4 separate regions of the Mus musculus genome follow, and all the other regions are linked to region 1. Evidence: chromatin contacts called from public HiChIP or PLAC-seq data. All regions are on one chromosome and are shown on one strand. Each heading gives the region's core, a stretch centred on a gene start, on an enhancer-like site or on the middle of the called end of the contact. The rest is flanking DNA. Distances are from core to core; before and after follow the strand shown.

Region 1 (4,771 bases), core at 1,158-3,657:
AGGTACATGCTTGCTTTTGTTTCCTATAAAATGCTTTGTACAGACAAGCCAGGTCTGGTTAAAAATGTAGTACATCAGCAAAGACAATTCACAAATTTAAATCACAGGATTGTTGGCCTTCACCTCCCTAACTAAATTAGCAACGGGTGTGTAATTATACCTTAATAAAACAGAAAACCCACAACCTTAGGTCCCACTGAAATATGTATGAGTGTCGAGGGAAATGGAAATCCCTTTTATAATCCTTCTATAATTCCGGTATTTTTGTGAAAACACCTAATTTGAGTTGGCTGGTTCTGGTTAAATGAGAATATAAACCACTCACTAGTAGACAAAAATTCTTCTCCCCTTCTGTATGCTGAGTTTGAGATTATAATGAAATCAAGATTTTAAATAAAGTGGGCTAAAAGACTATTGTTTTGTTTCGATGTGGGTTAGGTACCCAATTGTTAGCAACAGTCGAATTCCTATCAGGCAAACAAACAAACAACAAAAGGCTGCCAATGTATTTCAGCAGCAAACGGTCTGCATGGCCAATGCCCTGTTAGATTCCCCAGCAAAGCACAAAAAAATAAAGAGGAAGGGTAACACCTTCCCAAAAATCTACACTCAACAAATTACAGTTAAGTCTGCACCCAAATTAAGTCACTACATCACATTACACATGACGATTATACACTTACTTTGTACTCATTAACTAGCCATATTTCTACTACTTTATAGGGTAACTTGTCAAGAACTTTCAAACAATGTTAGGGAGTCAGGACATAACTAAATGAAAAAGCAAAATCAACACTCATTTAATATATATGTCACCCCTCTTCTCTTCCCCGGAGTGAGGAACAATCCATTAACTTACTGTTTATGACTAAAGGAAAAGGCATTTAAAAGGATCTGCCGAAGATTGGAAAAAGGACCAAAAAGGACCACTCCTCCAAGGACAAAAGCTGTCCCCATTCTCCTACAGAGCACTGTCCCAACTGACAGGTTCACTCCCACCAACTTTCTCCAATAAATGGAGATTTAAACACTAAAATGGAAGTTTTGCTTTGCCTACTTAAAAAAAAAAAAAAATCGGCCCAACCGATACCAACTCTAACATAAGCCATCATCAGTACAAGATACTTTAATGGCAGGGAAGATGGGGATGACCTGCTAACAGCTCCTCCAACTGGTCAGAGCAGATAGCCTTTGAAGCTCTAACAACATTAATGTATGTTTAACATTTTCAAGTTCTGGTGGGTAGTCAGATGCACCGAACAAAGTTTGGGGCCAGCAGCAACGACACAACAGGTGAGAAACAGTGGACATCACTACAGAACATGCAATGGCAAACCCACGAATCCACGAAAGCCTGGGAGATGTGGGAGAGAATCAAGCACAAGACCACCCCAGACCCCCTGTTTTATCCGAGGCAAAGGCTCCGTTCCTTCTTAAGGGGTGCGCCACCTCCCCCTCCTGTCCCCCGGAGACCACCACGCCAGTCCCAGGAAGAACCCAGGCCCCTCGGTGGGTATCTCCGCCGGAGAGGAAAAACACAATGTCGCTCCTTATTTCTGCGTACAAAAGGACTTTGCGCCCTCCTCCTCCTCCTCGAACTGCCGCCTAGGCGCCTCCTCACAACTTGCAAGAAGGTGGGCAGCGCGCCATATTCAGCGCCCCCCAGTCCACCTGGGTAACCATCCCACGCCACCCCGGCGGGAGGGAAGCTTCGGAGGTCGCCCGGCCGAACCACCAGCCTCCTCTCCCGCCAGAGACAGCCACTCCCGCGCCCCGCCCGGCCGCACCGAGCCACCGGCGGGCCAGAGCCGGGAAGAGCCGAGGGGGCGAGCGCCGAGCCGCCGCTCCGGTCCCGCGCAGCCCACCCACCTCCCGCTCCCGGGCCCGGCGCGCTCTCCCGGGCCGCCGGCTCCCGAGCCCGCAGAAGGAAGACCAGGCCCGGGGTTCCACGGCGCGGAGGAGGCCGCGGCCGGGAGAACCCGAGGCGGTAGGGGAGGCCGGAACCCTGGGGCTCTCGGGAGGGCAGCCGCCTCCCTACCGAGCCCGCCAGGACGCCCGGGGCCTAGTGCGGCCTGCGCATCCTCGGGGTGGCGGTTTGGCTGGGCCGGGCCCGGGCCCGGGCCCCCCGCCCCAGGCAGGCCGAATCCGGCGGGGGCCCAGGCCCCGAGCCGGGGGCGGCAGGGTGCCGGCTGCGGGGCGGGCCGGCCGGCCGGCGGGCGGGCGGCGTGTTGCGGCTGCGCCGGGGCTGAAATAGCTGGAGATTGCGCGGTAGGGCACTCACCTCAGAGCGGCTGCGCTACCGTGGGCCTGCGCCGTGGAGACTGCGACCGCGCCGGCTCCTCGCAGCCTCCTGCCACCAGCGGCAATGGCGAGCGCTGCCGCCTCTGCCGCCGCCGCCGCCGCCGAGGAGGGGGAGGGGAGGGAGGAGGCACGCACGCGACGCACGGCTCGGCTTCCCCGCCCGGAGACCGCCATGATGGCGAGGCCAGCACGGCTCTGCGGCTCCGGGGAGGGGGCTCTCGGCGGCGCTCTCTGAGACCCCCGGCCGCCTCGTCGGCCTCTGGTGCGGCTCGGCAGCGCTGGCCGGGGCCCGGACCAGGAGGGCAACCGGCTGAGCAAGTCGCGGACGCGGCGGCGAAGTGGTTCATGCCGCCCAAGATGGTTGCTAATCCGAAGGAGCCCTCCGCTCGGAGCCGAGCGCGGGGAACTGAGACCTCCGCTCCAAAGCGGCTCCCCCACATTTTACTCGGCGCGCCTTTGCGTAGTCGCCTCGACCCCTCTCTGAAATGCGCTTTGTTTCTCTGTTTCAAAGCCCCAACCAGATCTGTAAACGGGGAACTTTGGTACAAAGCAATATGGTAATTTATTCTCTCGTTCCTTAGACCAACATTTCTAAAGGGCCCCTTTCCGTACTGGATGCTGTTATGGGTGCTCCGAAGTGCACCTGTTAGCAAACCAAGGCTCTATTTAATAAAAATAAAAAAGTAAGTTCTTGCCCTTGCTTTCTCGGCGCTTAGATGAAGCAATAGGGTATCCTAGTATGCCTAACAAGTGAGCAGACAGTGGGAAAATGAAAGGTTGGGGACATGGGGTAGTTTGGGTTGCTTTTGTTATGTCATCAGGAGCCCCCATCAGAACCACCGGGAGTCCCAGCTCCAACTGAAACCTAGAATCTGCATTTTTAACACTTCTGGGAGATTTAATGTGCACTAGATAAATGCCCCACATGGTGTCAGAAAACAGCTTAACAAATAAGCAAACATTTTTTTAATTGGATACCTTTGTCTTATGTAGTTTTTTTTTTTTTTTTTTTTTAGTCCAAGACAGGATTTCTCTGTGTAGACCAGGCTGTCCTGGAACTCACTCTGCAGACCAAGCTGACCTCCAACCCAGAGATCATCTGCCTCTACCTCCCCAGTGCTGGGATTAAAGGCGTGTGCCACCACTGCCCAGCTTAACTGAATGCCTTTTTCCCTTAACGGTTTCTTTTCTCTTCCTTCCTTCCTTACTTCCTTCCTTTCTTTTTTTTTCTTTTTCCTTTTTTTTGGTTTTTAGAGACGGTTTCTCTGTGTAGCCCTGGCTTGGCTGTCCAAGAACTCTGTAGACCAGGCTGGCCTCAAACTCAGAAATCTGCGTGCTTCTGCCTCCCCAGTGCTTGGATCAAAGGCGTGCGCCACCACTGCCTGGCACCCTTAATGTTTTCTAAATCAAACCGATATCACTGTCACTACCCATCCCTGTAGGAATAATGTCTGCTCTTTCCTCTTTGCCTCAATGATTTTTTTTTTTTTTTTTTTTTTTTTTTGAGATAGGGTCTCAACTATGTAGCCCAGGATGGCCTGAAACTCACCATAAAGACCAGACTGGCCTGGCCTCTAACTCAGAGATTTTTATCCTGTCCTTGCCTTCCAAGTTCTGGGATTAAAGACATGGACCCTCTGCCTGGCCATCCAATGACATCTTTAAAGCGTTGTTGCCTCTTTCTGACTTTGGTCCAGGCTGCTTTCGTGTGGAGGTGCTGCACTTAGACTCTGAACTGGCTCCCAGACCCTGGACTTGCTCTCCCCAGCCCCTTCTGCACACTTCAACTTGAATGGACTCTTTTCTTCATTTTTTTAAAAAAAAGCAGATCGTAGCTGGGCGTGGTGGCACACGCCTTTAATCCCAGCACTCGGGAGGCAGAGGCAGGTGGATTTCTGAGTTCGAGGCTAGTCTGGTCTACAGAGTGAGTTCCAGGACAGCCAGGGCTATACAGAGAAACCCTGTCTCAAAAAAAAAAAAAAAAAAAAAAAAAAAAAGCAGATTGTGTTGTGTTATTTCCCTGTTTGGGATGTCTAACGTCTAAAATCCTTGAAGGTGGCTTTGAGAACTTTGATGTCCTCACCCACGGTGCCATCTCTGACTTCATCTGCTGCGTCTCTCTCAGGCTACAGAAGAACTGGGAAGCTGTTGGATCATAGAGATCAAGGAATACTACCCCTCTGCTCAGAACATTTCTCACGGCTGTCTTCTCGCGTGCTAGAACTTTCCATCAGAACAGCTTGTTACTCCTTTAGTCTGGACATGGCTTTCATCCCTCATCCCCCAAGCCTGCTTGCTTTGCCTTTCCTTATCATACAGGACTTACCAGCGACATCTGCATTAGCTCCCTTCTCTGTTTACAATGGCCTCAGTAGCCCAAGCTAACCTCCACCTGAGGTTGACCTGTCCTGGCCTCCCAAGTGGTGGGATACCAGACCTGTGCTGCCATGCTCAGTTAATGTGTGCTGGG
Region 2 (4,782 bases), core at 688-3,187, 540 kb after region 1:
GCATGAAGCCCTGGGTTCCATCTGGAACCCTGAATATAATCTTCATGGTGGTAAGTTCCTGTAACCTCAGACCTCAGGAGGCAGAGAATCAGAAGCCCAAGTTCGCCCTTGGCTACCTATGGACTTTGAGGTCAGCCTGGACTAGAGACTTGTCTCCAGGATATTCTTTTCTCTTCTTTTCTTTTCTTTCCTTCTCCGTCTCTGTCTCTGTGTCTCCTCTGTCTCTGTCTGTGACTCTGTCTCTCTCTTTCTGTCTCTCATTACTTCCGGGTTTGGACAAGAGCTGCTAGTTCCTAGTTCCGTTGGCTTCCATTGGCTCTGGCTTTTCCTTTGCTGAGTGACCCTAGCTCCAAGTCACAGGGGAAAGGTTTAGTCACAGTCTCCCCTCCGCCTGCTGCAAACTGCTTAGCCCCAAGAGGGGCCCTCACATCTGCGAAGAGACCCTGCCCTCTTTTACTCAAGCCTTGACTCCAGAGGGAGACCTTCAGTTCCTGCCCTGCCCCAGCTGGGGAAGGGTGACTTCACATTCCAGGTCTTCAAGGCCAAGGCAGGGACTTCTTTGGCTGGATTTACAGCCCCACCCTCCGTGTCCCTCTGCTGTGAACATGGGGCCCCATCCTGCCTTCCCAGCTGCACAGAGCTGTTTCCCAGTCCTAGGCTCTGGACCATTTTCCTATTTCCTCACTTTGGGCTCCTCCCCTGAAGTAAGCCCAGGGCTTCCTACTCCTGCTGAGCCCTGAGTCCAGACTTTGGAAAAGGAGCCCAGCCAGCCAGAGAAGGGAGGCTGGGCATTTGGCCTGCATCTGGTGTAGATGTGGTCGGTGGGCTCCAGGAGAGAGATGTGGAAGTGAAGAGTGGGTGCTTTTAATCAACACTGACTGTTGTTTGTTCTGAGTTCTTACCATCTGACAACCCCTCCCCTCCCAGTGTGTGTGTGTGTGTGTGTGTGTGTTTGTGTTTCATTTAAGATTTCATTCACATATCCCAGGCTGGTCTCAAACCTGCTCTTGTAGCTTATGGTGGCCTTGAATCCTCCCATCTCCTTGCTTCAACTGGGAAAGCTGGCATTGCGGGTGTATGCCACCACACCAATTTCCATAGCAGGCTTCTTGCAGTTCAGCTCCCTGGATTCTTAATTTAGGTGACTTTGTCTGCTGCTCACTGTACTGTGGATGCTGGTTCCACTGCTTATAAACGGGATAACAGAGGCCCTGCGGGAAGTTAGGGGTTATATATTTAGTTTGGGGGGCTTAGACGGGATTAGGGTGGAGCAAAGGTTGGAAGGGAAACAGGTATACGAGCCCAATAAAACAGAACAAAAGAAAGAAGGAAAGAAAGAGAGAAAGGAAGGAAGGAAGGAAGGAAGCAAGCAAGGACGAGAGAGAACTATGTTAACATACATCACATACGTGCCTGGTGCTGGGGAGGTCAGAGGTGGGCGTTGGATTCCCTGAAATAGAAATTATAGATGATGGTGAGCAGCCACGTGGGTGCTATGAACGGAACTCAAGTCCTCTACAAGAGCAGCAAATGCTCTTAACCACTGAACCATCTCTCCAGCCCCTTGCAGAGGGTTTTCAGTCCAGCTCAGCCTTCTGTTCCCATAAGCCCATGAGGTGGAAGTAAAGTCACTGGGACTGTCACTGGGACCCCCTAGAGGATGAGCAACCCCAAAGGGCAGGGACATGGTTGCTCCTGGTCGCTTACCCCGCACCCAACTTCCTGCAGAGCTTGGAAGACTGCTATGGGTCAGGATCCTCAGGGGAACGGGGTGGGGTGGGGTGGATTGGGGTGGGGTGGGGTGAGAAGCCCTAGGTGCGATAGGGGAGCGGGCACCAAGGGGCGGAGAACCGCGGAGCCCTCCCTGAACAAAGACTGGGTGGGCGGCGGCTTGAGTCTCCGCACCCCGCCTCCCGCAGCGCCGGCTGAGCACAGACCTAAAGCGAGGCGGGTCGAGCGAGCATGGCGGGGGCTCGGGCGGCGTTGCTACCACTGCTCCTGCACCTCGGGAGCCTGGCGCTGGCCGCGCGGGGTGAGTCGGAGCGTCCTGGGTGTGCCCCAACTTATGGCTCAGCCCAGCAGACCGTCGGACCGGGCCAGACCACTTCTCCATCCCCGCCTGGGTTGCGCGTCGCTGGCCGGCCTTGGTGCTCTCTCTCCGTCCTCCCCGTCGGTGGGCGAGCAGGGTGGGGGCAGGGCGGCCAGACAGGGATTGCTGAACTGGGCCGGGTCCTTCTGTGGTCCCTGCCAAGGAGTCCTAAGTAGCGGTGAAGCAGAGGCTGTCCTGGCATCTGAGTATCTGAAGTTAATTATTTGTATTGAGGAGAGGGGGAGGGGAGCGCTCTCTGTGGGAAATGACTTAGTCCTGTCCGGCTTGCACTTATGGTTGGTCTCTGCAAAAGCAGAGTAGGAGGAGGGTAAGGGGAAACCTGAAGACAGTTTCTGGGGAGCAACCAGATTCGTGCCACTTCCAGGACTTTCTGCAGATCTTCCAGGAAAAGGGACTGAGCCTGTCTTCAGCTGGGGATCCAAGAGGACACCCTGAATGGCTCCTCGGCCCCCTCCGTTGTGCCTGCTTAAGCAAAGCGGGAGGAGCTGGTTGGGTGCTGGGGCTTTAAGGGTTGGGTCGCTAGAGGAGGTCACGCTTGGGGTTTCAGATACTGAGACCCCGCCCGCGAGCATCATCCTTGTGGATGGAAGTTGGGCAGGGAGACCATGTCAAGACAGTGCCAATTTCTGGGGACAAGGTGAGAACAGAATGCATGGGATGCTGGTGGTGTGAAGGTAGACCGGCTGGGACCTGTGGTGGGGAGAGCTGTATGGCGGTGGGGTGGAAAGCTGGGCAGTGCTGTGGTGACAGATGAAGTCTTAACTTGCTGCTTGGCGCCTTGTGCTGTGGAGAGAGGACAGACTGCAGTAGGAGACTTTCTCTTCAGCTTCTGTGAAGACAGTGGGATGGGGGTGGGGGTGGGGGAGGCCGTGGATTATGAGACAACTGAGGGAAACCAGAGACTGGTGGGAACTAAGGGATACCGGAGAGTAGCACTGAACCCCAGAGTTGGGGTGGCATTTATTGAGCCCCGGAAATTGGGCTGGAACGTCCTCCTCTTTATGGTGACAGTAGAAAGAAAGGAGCAGGTGACATCCCCCTGCTTCGCAGGCCTAGTGTCCCTGGGAGAAAGACTTTCAGTTACTCCAGCTCTTCCTGATTGAGTTGCCGCTGTGAGAAAGAAAGGCCAGACATCTCCTTCAGCCCCTTTCTTGGTCAGCACTTCTGGGGACCCTTCCACTCCATGATGTCTGTGGCCGGTGCCCTCGCCTCTACCTTCCTGCCTTGAGAGTGGGCATAAGGTGAAGAGAAATGTAGCTGGGCCCCACCCCAGGCCTAAGCTCAGAGGCCAGGGCTTCCTTCCTGGACATAATGTTATCTAGTCCCAGGGACAGGCTGCCCTCTCTGTCTGGAGTGCTGCATCTGTTGGAGTGTTGCATGCTGTTGCCAACACAGCACAGCTAGCTTCTGCCTTCCAGAGCCCACTGCATCCAATATGGGGGTTCCTGGCTTCTGCCACATGCAGCTCCTTTACTGACAGGTATAGATGAGTGGACACGCGTGGACATACACACACCAGTTCGTTCTTGCACGCATCCCACATCCTCGTCTTCATTTCAGCCTGTGTTATCTCTTGATCCTAGCATAACATATCAGACCTCCGAGCTGTCTCTGACCCACAGTGGATGGATGGTCCGAGCACCCCACCTCCATGACTAAAGATCCCTACAATCAGAGCAGGCTGCAGGGGGGCCTGGGTTGGGATACTGCTGTGTCCCCTTTGGGAAGCTGGCATAGGCCACTTCAGTGCTCTCAGGGCATCTGCCTCCTCTCGTTTCTGGGTTCTCATGATATTCTTGCCTCCTTGCTTCCTCTCTGGCACCTTCAGAGACCATGTCTCCTCCCCTGGAGAAGTAGGTGGAAAGGAGAGGGCACAGGAGGACCCTTGTCCCCTGTATGGTTCAGAGGACGGACGGAACCCAGGAGACCTTAACCAGCCTCTGTCTACAGGCCAAGCTGGGTTCTTGTGCCCTTCAGGTGGAGAGGTCTCCAGAGAGCAGCCTAGGCTTGCTGATGCTATCTCTCAGCAGCAGGCACCCTCCCACTCCTTGGTCCCTGGTGAGACCCACCAACAGCAGTGGTGCCCCCTGGAGGAGAGGCTGGAACGGCTGGAGGCAGAGGTGACTGACCTCAGAAAGCAGGTACCGTGGAGGCAGGGATGGGTTAGGGTGGGCTTTGTATATTGGGAGAAGGAGCGGGCTTGAGTTCTGGAAGCTCTGGAGATAAAATAGAGGGCTTTGTTGTTGTTCTCTCTACATACATCCCTCTGTCCTAGAATTTACTATGTAGACCAAGCTAGCCTTGAACTCACAGAGATCCCCCTACTCCCGTCCCCCAAGTACTGGAATTAAAGGCACTGCACCACAACAACCAACCTTTGTTGCTATTTTATTTAAGATTTATTTTTACTGTATGTGTATGGGTGTTTGTCTGAACGTAGGCACAGCATGTGTGTCCAGAAGAGGGTGTTGAGGCTCTTGGAACTGGAGTTACAGACTGTTACTAGCCGCCACGTGGGTGCTGAGAACCACATCAGGTCCTCTGAAGGAGCAGTTGATCTCATTACCACTGAGCCATCTCCCTGGCTCTTGCTTTGTCTGTTGGTTTATTGTTTTGATGATGCTTAAGAGTGAACTCAGGTCCTCACAATGCTGGGCGAGGACTGTACCACT
Region 3 (4,546 bases), core at 18-2,517, 520 kb after region 1:
GAGGCTTTTAGCCTCTCCAGCCTCCGTCAGCCCCGTCCACATCCTTTCTGGTCCTGATCACTTATCCTCACTTTGGAGTTCAGGCCAGGTCGTTCCCTCCTGATCATCCCGGCAGACTCCACCCGGGGCATAACGCGGAGGGAAGGGGGGTGGGGGTGGGAAGGAACCTGGGTCAGCCCCTGGAGTCATCGCGGGGTTACTGGCTTAGTGTCCGTTCCTGGTCCGCTCCTCTGGACCGGGACGTGTCCGCCTTGCTATGCCAGGAGGAGGCCAAGAAAGCCCCCACTTCCACCCCTGCTACTAGGTACCCGCTCTGGGTCCTCTGGAGGTTCGAGAGACACCTGGAGTCTGGGAGACATCTGCACCGAGGGCGAATACTGGCCCGGGACATCTCTCCGCCTGCGTTTCGGCCCAACTACACTTTCCCTTCACGTTCAGATTCTAAGTTGTTACTTCTTAAGTTTAGGGGCAGGCCGTCAAGAAACTAGACCAAGCATTAATCAGCCCCCGCCCCGATTCTTCTCAACAGCTAAGAATAAATCGTCGTCCCCTTTTGAGCTACGAGTCAAGGAGCAGAGCCTCTATTTGACAACGTCTCCCCTCAAACTCTATTCCCACAGATTCCTGTCCTTGGCTTTAAGATCCTTGGGAGGGATCGCTGCTTGACACCTCAACCTCTTTAGTCGAAAAAGTGAGGTGTGGCCGGGGAGGAGAGACGAGCTGTGTGCCGACAGGGTCGGGGTCGGAAACTCGCTCCTCCCTGGTCCCCGCCAGACTGTGACAGGGCGCTTGGCATCCTTGACCCTGGCGAGGCGCAGTGGGGATGTCCACTGGGCCCTTGGGACTTTCCCCGAGCATGCGAACGTTGGCGGCCGGAGCCCGGCACTCCGAGCTGGCCTGGTGCGGAGCGCCTTGGAGCCATTCGCGCTGGCCCGGCGCCGCCTTCGATCATCGCCCACCGCGGAGGAGCGGGATCCCGACCCCGCTGGCCCCGTTGGCAGGTGCCCGGGGCGTGCAGGTCGCCGTGGGTCGGAGCCGTGGCTTGGCTGAAGCCCGGGGCTGTTCCCACCGCCCTCGGGGCGAGGAGCCCAACACAGCCCACAGCCCCGGGACCTACCTGTTTGCTGTGCGCCCGCGGGGAGCCTGGAGCCCCGGCCTGGCGCTGCGGCCGAGCTGAGCTCTCGCCGAGCTGCACCGCCCGCGGGTCGCCCAGCCCGCCCCGCACTTCCGCATCGCGCCGCCCCCGCCCGGGGCAGCGCCCCGCCCCGCCCCTCGCCACCACCCCGCGCCCCGGGCCCCTACCCATCCACCGCCCACCGCGGGGAAGCCCGGGGCCTCCGCGAGACCGCAGACAGCTCGGCGCCCCTCGCCGGGCTCCTTTGGGAATCCGGGGAGACAGAGTCATCCATCACCCAGTCCCCAGATACCCTGTAGCCTGTCCTCACCTAGTCCGCGCCCGCCTGGAGCTGGAGATCCGCTGCGCGCGGGCGTCGATGGAGCCACACTCCAGGGCATTGGGAGACCCCTGAGAGCTCCCTTTCAACATACCTTGGGCCACTCTGTCTCCTCAGCCTTAACACTGGCCCTCCGGACCGCTCCAACTCACCATGTGACTGACAAGCCCACCTCTTCTTTTGCCCTTACCTTCACCGTGGTTTGGGTTTGCCCTTTGAGCGGGTTCCCACCCCCACCCCGACCTCCCGGTTCCATAAACGGGCCTTCCTGTCCGAGTCGATGCTGGCCTCAACTTCCACACATCCTGTTCATGTAGGAACATTATTCGCTGATTCTCACTCTTCAACTTTTGGGTCAGCATCATATTATTTGATAGTCTAAGTGTTTTTTCCAGGAAGGTCTACCCCTTCCTTGAGTCAGCTTTTGGTTTGTTGTGTTTTGGTGTAATTTGTTGATTGGTTTGGAGGAGGGGTGGAGACGACTTCCAGAGTCTTTCCGTTTGATTTTTCCATATGATTTTAACGTCTAATTTCCACTGAAATTCAGCTTAGTTGGGAACCAACCCTGTCTTGCATGGTTCATGATCTATAGTAATTTTTATTTTTATATTTGTATTTTACTGATAATGGAACCCAGGACCTTGCACATTCTAAGCAAGCACTGTGCTACTAAGTGCCTGCCTTCTCTGCCCTGTCATAATTCTAAAGGGTTATTGTATTTGTTTCTTGGGTTTTAACTCTTTTAAGGGTAAAAAGTTGTGTTGCCGGTGCTGGTCTCCAACTCCAGGAATCAAACGATTTTCCTGGCTCAGATGCCTTGAGTAGCTGAGATTTGGTGTAGCATCGCAGGCAGCTTAACTAAAGATATAAGCACATATATTTTAAATGTTTACCATCTTAATTCTTTTTAGTGATTTATTTTATTTTTTATGTATATGAGTATTTTGTCAGCATGCATGTGCATCGTGAACATGCAGTTCCTGCAGAGACCAGAAGAGGGCGCTGGATTCTCTGGAACTGGAGTTAGAGACTGTTGTGAGCGAGGGGGTGTGGGTGCTGAGATCTGAATCCAGGTCTACTGCAAGAACAGCAGATGCTCTTAACTACCAAGCTATCTCTTCGGTCCTAGAGATATTTTTAATACACAAATATTCTGAATGAATTGTTAAATTAAAATGTTATTACATTTATTTTGTGTGTACATCTGTGGGTACACATAAGCATGAGTATGTCAGAGGACAACTTCAGCCAGTTCTCTCCTTCATATGCCTGGCCCAGGGACTGAACTAAGGCTGTCAGGCTTGCCAGCCATCTTGTTTACCCCCCCCCCCCCCACACACACACCCCATTGTTCACTTTAGCTAGCAAGTAAAATATATACATTGTAGACATACTGTTTACCCTCTACATTTAAAGCCTTAGATTGCTGACAGATACCGTGGTATTAATTAATTAGAATTGTGGCTTCTTCCTTAACCTCTGCTGCCTTCCCAGGGATGTCTGGATTAGACTTCAATGAGCAGAGAGAATCCAGTGGGTTTGTTTTTGTTTTCCTTCTCTCTATATATCTCCCCCTCCTTTCACTGTAGCTGAATATAAAATGGAAATATATTATTTGTATCTGCTGAATATATTACCCTCTCATATATGCTAGGCACTCTATCACTGAGCCATGTGTCCTTCTGTTTCACATTTTTAAAATTAAAACTCTGGGTGGATCCAGTCACAGTGGCGCATGTCTGCACTGGGGCAGCTGAGGCCTAAACTCAGCGGCAGGCCATAAGATAAACGGGGCTCCGAAAAGATTCTGCTCCATTCAGATCCTGTCTTCCCTGACAAGGAGCCCCTTAGCCAAAAACTGCCCTGAGCCAGAGACCTGTTTCTGGAGGAAGGAAAGGGGTAGTGCTCATTCAGTGAACAGAACTCCAGCTATTCCAAGAACGAAGAGTCCCCTAGGCTCCTGTGCACTGTCACGGGCAAAAGGGAAGTGAGGCCCCACTCTGATGCTTAAAATTAATCTCAGTTCCCCCTGCTCATTCAGGGGGGCCCAACAGGGTGCAGAAAGACTCCATAGTCCTAGGAGGGCATCAGGAGGTCCGGTGACTCCCCCACCAGTGGTATGACGCTGTCACAGATGAGCTTGTGATAAGAAGTAACTTTGTTGGCTTTGGGCAAAGCCATGGTCCAAGTAAAGGCACAGAGAGAGTTAGAGGAAGAGGGAACCGAAAGAAACCCAGTGTAAATGACAGTGACTTAAGGAGAAGCTAAGCACACTCCAGTCATCTCGAGGCCAGCCCACTTTAGACAGGGCCTGAGAAATGCCAGCTGCCGTTGTTGCCCAACCCCATTTTCTCTGGCCTGGGCTTTGCAGGTTCTCTGGACTGGCCTGTTTGTCTGGGAACTTGCGAGTGTGACATCAGGTTGTGAGTCCAATGGGGCATCAAATCCCAGGAATTGTGAGACATGACACGCCTCCTGTGCTGGAGCCAGCTTTCCATCCCTGAAGTGAGATGGTCCCATCCCTGTCACACATGGACGATGTCAGATGCTCACCGAAGCCCCTGCCAGGATAGAAAGACAAACTCCCTGTGCTGGAGTTTCCAGTCTGTGGGGCGAGACAATGAGGCTCAACACCTTTCAGGTAGCAGGACTGGGTGAGCTTTGAGGGGCACCACACAGGCAGCTTTGCCTGAATTCAGTGGAGAGCCAGAGCAGAGATTGATGTGGCTCCCTGGCTTGGAATGTTCCAGTAGTGTTATGACCTGTGCTGTGGACACTGCAGCCAGCTTCCTCTCTGTTTCTATGAACTGCTGCTTCCTCAGCCTTCTGAGGTATGATGTGGAAGTCCCCCACTCAGCTAGAACGGTCACATGGGCCCCTTGGACCTCGGGTCCTCACCTTTGCCCACCCACACTCAGTCTCTCTTCCCACAACCTGGGGCCGAGGAAGCTGAGTAGACACCACCGCCACCCCGGGGCACCGGCTCTCTGCTTCTTTGTCTCACTAAAAAAAGAAAAGCTACTTCCCTTTCTCTTGCTGGTCACCTCTCCTTTTCGTGATGTCCTGAGTGGACTCCATTTTGACTTTACTCC
Region 4 (4,362 bases), core at 1,270-3,769, 670 kb after region 1:
GAGAGAGACAGAGAGACAGAGAGACAGAGAGACAGAGAGGCAGAGAGACAGAGTCAGGCCTATGAGAACCAACTCACACAGGTTTGCTTACTGGATGGGACACACACTTCCGCTTTTAGACTTCTCTAAGTCTAGGAAAAGGCAAAGGTGGCTGAATAGATGGCCCAGTGGCGGGGGTGGGATGCTCTACAGGCATGAATGAGGACCTGAATTCAGAGTCCCAGGGCCCAGCCTCCTCTCCCACAATCCCCACCTTTCAGCATGTCCCCTCCCACCTTCACGGCTATTCCTTTTGAGTTTTCATAACCCACTGGGTTCTCTTACTGCTGCCTGCTGGGTGCAGATGATCTTATTGGCTTGATCCTGTGCAGGTAACCATGGCAGCAGTGAGCTCATGTCCAGGTCATGTCCGGAAGATGCATTTCACAGCACTCCCCCTGATCCTCTGACTTCTACATTCTTTCTGTTCTCTCTTCTGTAATGGTCCCTGAGCTTTGCCTTGACTCTCTCTCTCTCTCTCTGTGTGTGTGTGTGTGTGTGTGTGTGTGTGTGTGAAAGAGAGAGAGACAGACAGAGAGACAGAGAAAAAGAGACAGAGAGACAGAGACAGAGAGAGGCAGAGAGACAGACAGACAGACAGAGACAGAGAGAGGCAGAGAGACAGACAGACAGAGACAGAGAGACAGACAGAGAGACAGACAGAGAAGCTCCATTCAGAGTCGAACACTTCATAGTCCCCGTTAACAGCCCATTTGACCAGATGAGCCTCTTCAATAACCACTTCCCATTGCAGAAGGAAGTCTCCTGGGCTAAGGTTGGGAGAAGCACTAATCTACATGTATAAATATAAATATTTAAAAGGCAGTTTGACAACAAGTATAATTCAGTAAAACAATAGTAATTTTGGCTAGAGCCCATGACCTTCAAAAGTTCTGGGCTTTTAAAAATATTTACAGTACCAGGTATGGATGCCCCTCCTGTGGACCAGGCCTAAAACCCAAGCAGGAAGTTGCCCCACAACCTCTATGCTGTTATAGTACTAGCGGACACATCTCACCTGGCATATGGATATTATGCTGTTAGGGTTCACGACTGGATAAAATTGACACTTCTCTGCCCCCCACCCCGCCATGGCCTAGAGGGCCCCTGCTGGCACTATATAAGCTAGCCTGGAGAAAAGTGTTCAGTAAGTTCCAGCCTGATTTCTCTTACACCACAGTGTTCAGCAGTAAGGTCTTACCATCTAGTTACGGTGGGCAAGCAGGAGCAATGGCCATAGCTTGTGTTGTTTCTGGGACCCCTGGGACCTCCCTGACTGGTAACTTGTATGGAGATACCTCATGCCCGGTACTGGGATGTTCACTTAATAACTCACATAGTCTGGGAGAAGCATTGTTCACTGGGCAGGGTACTGTGTCCCAACACCTTCTAAAAAAATCATATTTTTAACTTTCTTTTAAAGATTATGTGTATGAGTGCTTTGCTTGTGTGTGTGTATGAACACTGTGTGCATGTTTGGTGCCTTCGGAGGTCAGAAAAGTATGCTGGATCTCCTTGGAATTAGAGTTAGTCAGTTGGAAGCCACCATGTGGATGTTGGGAGCCAAACCTGGGTCCTATGTAAGAGCAGTGAGTGCTCATAATCACGGAGCCGGCTTTCTGGCCCTCATGTTTTAATTTGCTGTGATGGCTTGAATGAGAAACGGCCCCCATAGGCTTCTGTATATGAGGAGTACTTGGTCCACCGTTGATGACTGGGGACGTAATGGGACTTTTAGGATGTAGAGCATTGCTGAAGGTAGTATGTCACGAGGGACCAGCTTTAAGAGCTTGTAGCCTTACCCACGTCCACTCCTCTCTGCTTTCTATTTGAGGCTGGGTGTGATGATGCTGACAAGAGACTAACTCTTGGTGTCCTTCCCTAACAGTGAACCCAGACTATTCAGAAGAGTTTCATTCTCATCTGCTCTAATATAAAGGAAGCCTAGTCTAAGAAGCAGCCTAACCTGGCTGGCTGCAGGTCTACCTACATAAGAAGGCCTCCCTGCAGAGGCCAAACACATAGTAGTGGCTCAGGCATACCCTGGGACCTAAGGCAGGATGCAGTTGTTTCTGCACTGTCCCGCAGTGGCTATTTAAAATGCTCCCAAGGGGGCCTCCCCACTCATCCTCTTCCTGTTTCCCCAAGCGGATTCCCAGGTCTCTGGATAGGGACACTCAGGTGAGCATCTTTCACAAAGGGCCAGGTGAGATGCAGAGGAGCCTGAAGCCAAAGGCAGAGGTGGGAATGAGGTATGGCAGCATCTCCAAAGAATATAGGTCAGCATCCTCCAGGCCACAGAAACCAATACTGACCCCAAAGCACCCAGCCTTGTTATCCAGGTTTCTGACCTCAATCTCTTATCCTCTGAAGAACACAATCAATCAGCTTTGGGCTCATGAAAGGTTTAGGTGAGAACTAAGAGATCTCTAATCTGGGACTTTGTCTTTGGGAGGCTTAGGATAGTTCAGAGTCTCAACTGTATCTTTAAAGGAGGGTGCTGTAGGGAAGGGTGATAGCAGAAGAATCGTCTATAAGAGGGACCGGAGGTGGTAGTGAGGGCATCCCAAGCGGGAGATGTCAGGAGAGGATGACTTTTACCTGTTTCAGAATATCTCTTCGGTGGGGCCCTGGGATGGGCCTCAGTACCACCTTGCTCCTGTCTGGGCCTTCCGCCTCCAGGCAGCCTTCATGGGATTTGTCTTCTTTGTGGGGACCCCACTCAATGCCATAGTGCTGGTGGCCACACTGCATTACAAAAAGTTGCGACAGCCCCTCAACTATATTCTGGTCAATGTATCCCTCGGGGGCTTCCTCTTCTGCATCTTCTCTGTCTTCACAGTCTTCATCGCCAGCTGTCACGGATACTTCCTCTTTGGTCGCCATGTTTGTGCTCTGGAGGCCTTCTTGGGCTCTGTAGCAGGTACTGAAGGCAACCTGGGCTAGAGAGAGGGGCCCTTAATTATCCTGAGCAGTTGGACCTCTAACAATGGGCTGTGTGAGCATTAAACTCCATTCCAACTCTCTGGACTTGCTCAATTACACCTATATTCCACTCCAGGCTCAGGGAGTCTGTCTACCCCATTCTTTTCACATTTGCTGCAGGTCTAGTGACAGGATGGTCATTGGCTTTCCTGGCTTTTGAACGCTACGTTGTCATCTGTAAACCCTTCGGCAGCATCCGCTTCAACTCCAAGCATGCACTGATGGTGGTCCTGGCTACTTGGATTATTGGTATCGGGGTGTCCATCCCACCCTTTTTTGGCTGGAGCAGGTGAGAGGATAGGGCAGTGCTCTGATGTGGGACGAGAGATTGGGTATAACCTTTTATTCTTTGACCTGAGTTGGTAGAGTAAGGAGGAAAGGGGGCCGCTGGAGACATCAATGGTTACTCTGCCATTGTAACTACTGTAGTGTCTTCTGGCATTCTTCCAACTGGAGAAGCCAATCCAGAAGCTAAGCCCATTCTTCCAGTTCTCGGAATGAATGTTTGGTCCTTTTCAGGTTCATCCCTGAGGGCCTGCAGTGCTCCTGTGGCCCAGACTGGTACACTGTGGGCACCAAGTATCGAAGCGAGTACTACACCTGGTTCCTCTTCATCTTCTGTTTCATCATTCCTCTTTCCCTCATCTGCTTCTCCTACTCCCAGTTGCTGAGGACTCTCAGAGCTGTGAGTGGGTTTTGAGAGGGGCAGGTAGGAGTAACTCAGGAGGCCCCAGGAGAGACAGTATATATCTTCCTCAGGATACGTCTAGAATATCCGTGGTCAGATAGGAGTATTGGGGAAGGGGGAGTGAAAACGCTGTTACAACTTATTGGTAGAGCACTTACCTAGCAGGTGTGAGGTACTGGGTTCCATCTTCTGCACAAGAGGTAGTGGGCGAAGGACCAGAGAGAGGAGGGGACAAGGATGGGATCTTTTCTAGTGTCAGAGCTGAGGACGCCCTTCATGATGCCTCCCTCAAGGGAAAGCCAAACTCAGCCAGGAGAGAGAGGGCTTTGACCCTTGTGCTCAATTCCAGGTGGCAGCTCAGCAGCAAGAGTCTGCTACGACACAAAAGGCTGAACGGGAGGTGAGTCATATGGTGGTGGTGATGGTGGGATCCTTCTGTCTCTGCTACGTGCCCTATGCTGCCCTGGCCATGTACATGGTCAACAATCGGAACCACGGGCTGGACTTACGGCTTGTCACCATCCCCGCCTTCTTTTCCAAGAGCTCCTGTGTCTACAACCCCATCATCTACTGCTTCATGAATAAGCAGGTAAAGCGGTCTATCTACATTCCCACGAGGTTCTGGTCCATTAGACCCTGGTTCTTCCGCT

Evidence for each region. HiChIP or PLAC-seq counts read pairs in DNA pulled down with a chosen protein or histone mark.
Region 2: a contact with region 1 is called in an H3K27ac HiChIP or PLAC-seq map of extraembryonic endoderm stem cells, with 4 times the contacts expected there. The contact joins the promoter of Kcp here to the promoter of Nrf1 in region 1. A contact is called at or near these places in 1 of 39 promoter capture datasets (cranial neural crest) and 1 of 115 datasets of contacts at active chromatin or transcription factors (extraembryonic endoderm stem cells).
Region 3: a contact with region 1 is called in an H3K27ac HiChIP or PLAC-seq map of bone marrow-derived dendritic cells, with 2.9 times the contacts expected there. The contact joins the promoter of Irf5 here to the promoter of Nrf1 in region 1. A contact is called at or near these places in 1 of 39 promoter capture datasets (hippocampal neurons) and 3 of 115 datasets of contacts at active chromatin or transcription factors (bone marrow-derived dendritic cells, extraembryonic endoderm stem cells and memory CD8 T cells).
Region 4: an H3K27ac HiChIP or PLAC-seq map of extraembryonic endoderm stem cells shows a contact between it and region 1, with 5 times the contacts expected there. The contact joins the promoter of Opn1sw here to the promoter of Nrf1 in region 1. A contact is called at or near these places in 2 of 39 promoter capture datasets (hippocampal neurons and liver) and 2 of 115 datasets of contacts at active chromatin or transcription factors (extraembryonic endoderm stem cells and pancreatic cancer cells).

What each region holds. Positions count from the first base shown.
Region 1 is chr6:30,045,624-30,050,394 of GRCm38.p6, reverse strand. Nrf1 (nuclear respiratory factor 1) reads right to left here and starts at 2,407. Exons shown (of 12, transcript NM_001164226.1): 1 at 2,282-2,407.
Region 2 is chr6:29,505,107-29,509,888 of GRCm38.p6, reverse strand. It overlaps Kcp (kielin/chordin-like protein), which reads left to right and starts at 1,937. Exons shown (of 38, transcript NM_001029985.4): 1 at 1,937-2,032; 2 at 4,088-4,251. The coding sequence starts at 1,963. Gm26627 (a long non-coding RNA gene) reads right to left here and starts at 2,717. Exons shown (of 3, transcript XR_868831.3): 1 at 1,938-2,717; 2 at 1,002-1,450.
Region 3 is chr6:29,523,346-29,527,891 of GRCm38.p6, reverse strand. It overlaps Irf5 (interferon regulatory factor 5), which reads right to left and starts at 1,267. Exons shown (of 9, transcript NM_012057.4): 1 at 1,118-1,267. Gm26627 (a long non-coding RNA gene) reads right to left here. Exons shown (of 3, transcript XR_868831.3): 3 at 3,188-4,015.
Region 4 is chr6:29,378,670-29,383,031 of GRCm38.p6, reverse strand. It overlaps Opn1sw (opsin 1 (cone pigments), short-wave-sensitive (color blindness, tritan)), which reads left to right and starts at 2,519. Exons shown (of 5, transcript NM_007538.3): 1 at 2,519-2,962; 2 at 3,145-3,313; 3 at 3,544-3,709; 4 at 4,062-4,301. The coding sequence starts at 2,617. RefSeq lists cis regulatory regions at 2,094-2,615, 2,045-2,619, 1-2,619.